2 separate regions of the Mus musculus genome follow, and region 2 is linked to region 1. A link is a contact called in public Hi-C data. All regions are on one chromosome and are shown on one strand. Each heading gives the region's core, a stretch centred on a gene start, on an enhancer-like site or on the middle of the called end of the contact. The rest is flanking DNA. Distances are from core to core; before and after follow the strand shown.

Region 1 (4,375 bases), core at 961-3,460:
TAATACTTCAAGGAAACCTGTGAGGGACACTTGTCAAAAGTGATGAGTCTTTAGGGGCTAGAGAGATGACTCGGCGGTTAAGAGCATCTTTTCCAGAGGTGCTGAATTTGGTTCCAAGAACCCTCATTCTGGCTCACAACCAGCTCTAACTCTGGTCCCAGGGGATCTGTCACCTCTTCTGGCCTCCAGCTGGTATTGCACACACAGGGTACACATACATGCAGGCAAAACATCCATACACATAAAATTAAATGAAGACAAAGTCTTTGTTGTTCATCTTGGCGAAGAGAACAATTATACCTCAGTGTATCTTTTTAAGCCATCTCTTCTGAAGTCATATTGAATTACAAAACACATTACACGAGCAGGTGGACAGACTAGTTCGTTTGTTCACTTTATTTGGGTGTTCCTAGTTTCCAACCATCTGTGAATAAGTAACAAATGACTGTGTATTAGGCACTTTCTCTTCCCAGTGGCAAAATACTGGAGACAAACAATTTACAAGAAGGAAAGACTTCTTTTGGCGTCAAGTTTCAGAGATTTTTAGCCTATGGTTTTTTGGTCTTGTGCTTCAAGCTACTGTCTTGGAGGATGCTGGTAGGAGACCTGTATACTGCGTGGAGACTGAGGGAGGAGCTAGTCTCATCATACACCCTTCAGTGGGACCCCTCCATGGACCCAGCTTCCTTCTACTGGGTCCCACCTCTGACTTAAAGTGCTTACCCCTACCAATAGGGCACACACAGGGTTCCTAGGCACATCTTATCTCCAACTTACACTCACTGACCCCTTCAGACTTCAGAGTACAGTTCCTAAAAACAGGTCACTCTTAGTGTGGCTAGCACACTAGCTTTATGTGAGGAAACAACACAGACATGTCTATTTTCTTGAATCAGTATATTATAGAAATCCATGGTTATAGGTGTTATTTACAGGGGTTGGATCCTACCCAAGGCCACCTTCTGAGTTAGCAGCCTTGTCCTCGGGCCTCGCTCAATCAGAAGCCATCTTTAACAATCTGCCATTTTAGAAGAATGGATTTACATTCAGAAGAATCTATTTACCTTTAACTGATGTTCTTTGTTATTTGCATATTTATGCACAGCAGTGTTGACAAACATGCATATTGCCAAGGAAACTTTAAATTTTCACCCCCAGAGCCATAAAGATGAAGAGTCCAGATCATTCATCCCCAATGACTTGGAGTAATTTATTTATTTTTTTCTGTGATTAATACACTAAAGTATAAATTACTGATTTATTATTGGTGTTGGTAACATTGACATACATACACATCTACTGGTAACTATTTAGTACCAACCACCTTGTCCTACCTCCAACTACAGTTCCCTAAAATAATTTGAGACAGGCCTTCATGTAGTCCAGTGTGACTCACGGACTCCCTAAGTAGCCAAAGCTGGCCTCGAACTTCTGTTCTTTCTGCTTCCAGCCCCTGAGTATTACAGGTGGATACCATCTCTGTCGGGGTTTACTCAGTGCTGGGGAAAGCACTATATTAGGTGAGCTACATCTGCAACCCAGTCATAAGTCATCAAAAATCACGTTTCAGGACTCTCAGGTTAAAATGTCCATTCAAGTTACCCTTGTTCATTTGAATGTCAAAGCTTCTCTTCTTGCCCAAGGATATTGTGCATAGTTTCCCCCTTAGATTCCCTTTTGTATTGTTTCAAGATAGTATCAACCACAAAGCGCTCCCAACGCTGTGTGGTGTAAACGTTGAATAAATAAAACCACGAGATTAGCAACAATATCTCTGACGAACGCACTGGCTCATTTTAATTTAGAGGGCGCCAGCCCCACGTCAGTGAGGGATTCAAAAGCTACCGGGACAGCACCTCAGGCCAGAATCGTGAGCACCTTGGCGCCACTAAAGTTTCAGTACACGGTCATCCTGGCAGCAAGGAGAGGAGCCTTGGCTTGTTTAACACAGTCCCTCAGTTTTCTAGGTAGCTGCTCGGTTGCCTGGAATCTGCAGATTATTTTTTTCCTCGCTTGCTGCACAGGGCCTGATCCGTACCCCGGGCGGCGCCGGGACAGGTGAGCCTGGCGGCGGCGACCTAAGAACGTGCTCAGGTGTCAGGGTCCCGCTCATAGCGCGTGGCTCAGGCCAGGTGCGGGCGCCCAGGTGCGCGGCGCGAGGCTGCAGCTGCTCTGGGTCCCCGACAGCGGGCGCCGCTGCGGCAGCGGCCGAGCCGAGCGCCTGGGCTGCGCGACTCCGGGCAGCTCCTTGGCGATCGGCCCCCACCGGGTGGCCAAGAACTCCGCCCGGGGGCGCCCCGGGGTCCCTGTTGCTGCGGGCGCCGAGGGGGCGGTTCCGGTCCGGACCAGCGAGGGGCGAGGGAAACACCCCGGGAGCCCCGCGCCCTGGCACCATGAGACCCGCCGCGCCTCCTCCCGGGTCCGGAGCTGTACAGTGTGCTCGCTGAGCCCCCTGCGGTCGCCGCCTCGTAGAGTGGCACCAAGAAGGTGGAAGAGGAGGAGAAGGCGACACTCGGGAGAGCAGTGCCCGGACAGATTTGGCCGCTCCTCCACCCCCCGAGAGCTGGCGACTCCCGGGTTCCCCAGCCTTATCATGAGCCGGGCGCCAGCCGGGCTTTAGGAGAAACTGAGACGCCGGAGCGAGTCGAGACAATTCTTTGGTTGCTAAGGTAATTGTAGTTGGACAAAAAAGGGACAAGAAAAGAACCCGGAGGAAAAGGAATGGAAGCCGCACCCGCGCCCCGATCTGTGTGGCTTGCATTCCTCGGGGGTGGGCGCTTGTCCATTTCGGATGCGTGACAGGTGCGGGTGTGTGTCTGCAGTTTGGGACTGTGCAGGGCGAGCTTACGTAAGTGACTCGGCGAGCTGGCATGCGGACTTGTGTGGGATGGGTGCAGGTCTGCGTGGAAATCGCCTTCCCGGCTTTGGGGTGGGACGCGCTCCGAGCCTGGGCCTGGAGGGCGTGCGGGGCCCCGAAGGCTTTCTCTTCTTCCCAGCCATCCGCTCGGAGAGCGCAGGTGGGGGAATCTACCTCCAGCAACTTTTCCTGAGAATAAGCTCCCGATTTGTGGGTTGAAAGGGCGAGGCTCCGTGGTGAGGTGAGGACCGCAGGGGCGGGTGGTGAGGTCTGAGGCTTGGGAGTTGCTTTCACAGACGGTAGGTATAGGCTTTTCTGAGCAGGTCAGGCTGCTTAAAAAGTGTGATGAGGGAAGTGACCCAGAAAATTTAAATTTGTTCAGAGGAAAAGCTGCGGGTTTTCATTCTTTTTTAATTTGACAAAGTGGGTGCGTTTTCTCTCTCACGGAGACAGTGGCATTTCTAAGTCTGCAAATAAATTGAACATGTTTTGAATCTCGTTGGTTTGGAATTATTCTCGCAGCATCAGTGCCTGCTTAGAAACTGGACCTGTAGGTAAGTTCTGATAAAAGCCCTTTAGCAGCCCTAAAGGAAAACTTGAAAGGCAACCAGGAGGAGGTTAAAGCCCACCATTTCATCTTTTTCTCTCCAGGGAGAATGGGAGAGTAAGACCTGGGTTGGTGTTTATCAGGCTGTTAGAGGATGGGTTGCCAGTATGTGCGCGATGCGTCGAAGCCCTTTGCTGTCCGAGGATAGTACACTATAAACAAGGCTCCCACAAGTCAGTTTCACAACTAGGTAGATGGGCAATTGTGTGGAGTTGGATCTGGGCTGCCTGAAAGTTTCTGTGACTTCTATATTTATTCTTGCTCTGAACTTACTTTGCATTAGAAGGGACGTATCCCTTCAAAGTGGAGAACAGAGGGAAACAGGACAGTTCCCACAGACACACCTTTGTAAGCCAAAGCCTTTATGCACGGGTACTGCAGAGATGATAAATTGTTTGAGTTCTTTCGCTGCTAGGGCTGTTAATCTAAATCGTGTAGCTACCGAGGTGATCTTGGGCACTGTAAGCTCCAGTGTGGGGAAAGCTTCCTTCCACTAACTCCTTCCTTCCCTAAAGCAGCTGTAGAGTTTAGAAATGTCAGCTGTCGGGAGGTATTCCGGTGAAGGTGTTTTTCTTTCCATAGTCTTAACTTTGCTCTTCATTCACCTTCTGAAATTTCAGTTAACATTCACTGAGCTTATTCTGCTGAGAGACTTTCAGTAAAACGTTTTTCTTTGAAGCTATCAATTCGTCACATCAAATCTGACAGGAAAAGGATGCCTGTGTGGCTTCGAGGTCTCTTTAAATGAGACTTATTTGTTTATTTATGATTTATGAAATCAGATAACCAACATAATTTTTTTTTCTAAATCAGCAAACACTTATGGGGAAAAAGACTCATTGGGCAATGGAATTTGCCAGTAAATTTCAAGATCTTACTGTCCCACATGAATGGACGTGTGTGTGTGTGTG
Region 2 (4,375 bases), core at 1,157-3,656, 140 kb after region 1:
GCCGCTATCTTTAGCAACATTTGCCTTGCCTTAACTCTACTCTCCTTTTAAAGGCATCTCGTTTGCTGTGACATTGTTTACTTTCTTTATGCCTTAATTATGGGACTCTGATAACCACAGAAGAGCAGGAGGGACAATAAGTGGAGGTTTGTGGGTGACTATGTGCCAGCTTGAGGCAGAGACGTTTGACAGCCGTAGCAGTTGTTCTTACAAGTGTTTTCCAGTTATTGCCATGTGATTGCTGTCCCTAGCAATCGAGGGAGAGGAGCCAGCCTCTTCCAGTCACTCAGGCACTTTTCTCACTGGCTGTGCTTTTGAACACCCAGCCATTCATCTTTTCTCTGATGTGTTTTTGATGGTCAGTCTGAGCATCTGATTTTTCTCTTGGCTGAGTGGTTCTTAAGGGCCTGGCCCTAGGTGGGAATATATTACTTATCTCAAAGGGCAGATGAAGAAGCAGAGAGAAGCCTCATCTACTGCCTGAACTATATAGTACAAGCTGAAGAAAACTTGTTGAGCAGCTGTGATTGAGTACAGTATGAGAAGAGCTTCTGGTGTGTGTGTGTGTGTGTGTGTGTGTGTGTGTGTGTGTGTGTAGGTGTGTATATGTGTGTGTGCATGTGTGGGTCTATGTGCATGTGTGTGTGTGGTGTGTACATGTATGTGTGTAGAAGTCAGAAGACAACTTCAGCTGTCATAATTAGGCATCTTCCCCCCCTATTTTTGAGACAAGATCTCTCACTGTCCAGGGCTTCACCAAGTAGGCTAAGGTGAGTTGGCCAGTGAGCCCCCATGGCCCATCCCTGTCTCCTATCTCACCGTCACTGAGGTCACAAGTGTGTCCCACCAGCTTTGCACATTGGTTCTGAGTTTCCAAACTCAGGTCCTCATGTGTGTGAGACCAAGAGCTTCACTGACCGAGCCATTTCAGCCCAACCTTGACATTAGTAAATTATCAACGTAGAAATAGTTGTTAAAGCAAAAATATGTTTGGATGCAGGTAGTATGAAAGGGATTCTATGGTGCTAAGAGCACCTGGTATGTCATCTATTCACATATCCTTTTTCTTCCATTCTCATCACTGTTTTAGGTTACTGCCTCACGGCTGCTGTGGCTGCTGATATTCCCAGAGGGAGGTGCATACTGTGTGGGCCACAGCTCTCTCCATCAGGATAAGAAAGGCTCATAGACAACTCCCCAGTAGAGAGGTTGCTCTCTCTCTTCTAAATGCCCAGTGATGTCACACGGCTGCACCCGTCTGAAAGCTCAGAAAGTTGGCAATTCAGTTGACACAGTAGGATTTCAAACAAAGCATGAAGGGGGTGCATGTTGATAAGGGTCCATAATGCTAACCACCAGCCTTCTATATATCAGACACGAGAAGTGTCTGTCAGATATCAAATATGAACATACATGCTGCCTCCTATCCAGCTGGGGTTTCTGTGTGGTATGCCACTGACGTGGAAAGGCAAGGAACGCAAGGACACCATCTGCGTTGACACACTTGCTTGTTGACCTGGCCTTGAAGGATGTTAGTGGAGGTGAAGTCGTCTAGTTTATTTCAGGAAAAAAAAAAAAAAAAAAAAAAAAAAAAAAAAAACAAAAAAAAACTTCTAATGGTTTTCTCCCTGATAAAACCCAACCTTGAGAACAATGACAGAAAAATATAGACATCTGAAACAGAGCTTACTAATTCACCAGACACTCACAGAATATGCATGTTTTGGGGGCCCGAGATCACTAGGGACAGCAATCTGATGATAATTACCACCAAACAGTGAAACCTCTAGTGGGGCTGAGACTTCCGGTGTCCCTCGCTGGAATGTTGCAGGGAGAAAAGACTTGATTTCCAGAGTTTCTCTTTTTTCCCCTCATGCTCTTCTGGGTACTGCTGTGTGACAAGTCACAGAGTCCAAGTTGGCCGTTCTCAAGGGGCTCTCTCCTGTGTTCTTGCTCTGGTATGGGAGCTGGATCTCCTGAATATGGCTTCACCGTGGTCTTGGTCTCTGATAGTCTAGTGTCCTGGTTCTGAAGTTGTACATTCCAAGACATCAATGGGGCTGTTAGAAAGTGACTTTTTAAAAGATATGGCCTCAGGATAATCTTGAACTCTGCAATCTCCTGCTCCGATCTCTCCAGTTCTGGGATTATGGGCATTTCTTTTAGTCTTTGCTGAGCTCCATGGGTATGAATGGCGATGGGATCCTTGGGGTTTTACCAGAGATTCCTGTCTTCCCAAGACTCCAGAAGGCCACAATTAGCAAAAAGACCAGGAATGAAGAGGTGGGAAGAGGGCAGTGCCTTCTCACTGTAAACTAGCAATTTTCATCATCCTCTGCCTTGGCCCATGTGGCTGCTGCTACCTGGAACATCCCTCCTCCTGTCTCTGCATGGCAGACTCTCTGGAACATCCCTCCTTCCTGTCTCTGCATGGCAGACTCCCACACTCCCCCAGATGCATCTCAGCTGGTGGCTTCTTCATGAAACCCACCTCATCTGTCGGCTCGGGTGCCTCATTCGTCCTCTCCACCCACAATTTTGTGCCTGTCATCCTGTCTCTGCAGAGCCTGTTCCTTCCTGGATTGTGGCCAGGGACCCACTCCGAGCCTGGTGCTTGCAACAGAGCAAAAATACATGTACAGGCTAGAAAGCAGGACTACATGGTCGGCTGTGCCAGTGTGTGGTTACATTCTCAGAAGATACACGGTTGTTATGTTTGATCTCTTATACCTCTCCCTGACCCAAAGAAAACAAACTAAAAATATCAGGCTCAACTATGTAAACTTTTTCAGAGCCAAGTATGGGTAAACTGGCAGATCCACAAACAACTAAGTGTGGCTCATTTTCCCGTTATCTAAAAGCAAACCCTTTGTCTCCTTTCAAAGTTATCCCATCCTCACCAACCAGGTTAGAAGCCTTGTTCTAGAAGTCCTGTTGGAGTTACCTAAACCCAGAGTTTCTCCTTTCTTAAATCCCCCTGGTGCCTGGATACTGCCATGCACATCTCTCTCCCTTTCACTGGGGTCTGTTTAGCCTTCTGGCTAAGATAATATACTCCTGTCCTGTTCATTTCCTCTGCCTCAGGAAAGAAGCGAAGTGTTGAGCATCTTGGCAAAGGCACAATGCAGCTATTCTCAGCTGTGGGGGGCTGGCTATGGGAGGCATGGAGTGTAATGTGCAGAAGAGCTGAACTTTGAAGCAGGCACTGGTGTGAACTTTGTTCTTTTGAAGATGTGAACTATGCAAAGGTGTTGCTTTTCTTTGGCCAGACTGTGCAGAAGGTCAGAGTCTGGGGCAAATTTGTTCCACATACATATCTTGATTGATCTGAGCAAGGTCTGTAGAAACAGTGGGGAAAATTTGCCTGTGTTGACAACCAGGAGAGTGTATGTAAAAGCCTACTCTTCTGGTGTCCCCTAAATTTGCAAGTTTTAGCAAAATTGAGTTTCAATCTCCAATGAGCAACACTTGCTTATTTATAAGCAAGAACTGACCGTTCCTAAGGACAGAAGGGAGTCCCCTCTCTTCCTTCACCTCTGGGAAATTGCACCCTGCATTCTTCCACTGGCACTATGTGCCTGTTCCTGGATAAATTATTCTAAAAGATGTGTCTTGTGTTTGATGTTAGACAACTTAGTGCAGTTGTCTAAAGATCTCATATGAGGCTGCTGGAGGCAAGCCTGGCAGCTTGTATGGGCCTTTCTGTCTTACAGAGTTTAAGAGAAATGAGCAACATGATTATTAATCCCTCTGAAACACAGGGTTTTCATCCTTTGATTTATTTAATTTACCATAGTAGCTCCTTTTCATTGAGCACTTACTATGTTGTATGTGTATTCATTTGTCTATCTCACAATGCCAATTCGATGATATAGGAACTTTTAGTATCCCCATTTTATCAGAGAAAGTTAGGTCAGAAAGCTAGGAAGAAGCCTAGCCATTGCCTGTAGGTCATTTATTGTAGTCCTAGCTACAGAAATAAGAAATAGAGGGCGCCGTGCATGTCTACTGTCATGGTTTGATTGTAAGGTGTCCCCCATAGGCTTATGTGTTTGAAGATTGTTTTCCAGCTGGTGGTGTTGTTTGGAGAGGTTCAAAACCTTTAGGAGGTGGAGCTTTGTTGAAGAAAGTAAGTCACTGGGCAAGGGCTTTGAAGTTTTATAGCCTAGGCTTACTTCCTTTTCTCTCTCCACTTTAAGACTGCTTATGCACCGTGGTAAACATTCACCTGCCGTCATGCCTTCCACACCATGATGGACTGTATTCCTTTGAAACCGTGGGCCAAAATAAATCTTTTCTCATAAGATGCTTTTGTCAGGGTATTTTATAACCACAACAGAAGTGAAATGAAGACATCTACTGTAGGTGCATGCTT

What was found. A called contact is a pair of places that touch in the nucleus more often than the background predicts.
Region 2: a Hi-C map of cerebral cortex shows a contact between it and region 1, with 3 times the contacts expected there. The contact joins the enhancer-like site here to the promoter of Rgs6 in region 1. A contact is called at or near these places in 6 of 484 Hi-C or Micro-C datasets (cardiomyocytes, cerebral cortex, cortical neurons and 2 more) and 3 of 115 datasets of contacts at active chromatin or transcription factors (forebrain, heart atrium and neural progenitor cells).

Annotation. Positions count from the first base shown.
Region 1 is chr12:82,614,715-82,619,089 of GRCm38.p6, forward strand. Rgs6 (regulator of G-protein signaling 6) reads left to right here and starts at 2,211. Exons shown (of 17, transcript NM_015812.4): 1 at 2,211-2,669.
Region 2 is chr12:82,754,440-82,758,814 of GRCm38.p6, forward strand. The region is part of intron 2 of Rgs6 (regulator of G-protein signaling 6); the gene reads left to right. Among named protein-coding and RNA genes, the nearest start is that of Gm22149, 16 kb to the right of the region's middle. Within about 2 kb of position 2,407, at least 12 of the 459 cell types and tissues checked have an H3K27ac peak or open chromatin away from gene starts, as enhancers often do. A contact at or near this core is called in cerebral cortex, cortical neurons and heart atrium, where this site is marked.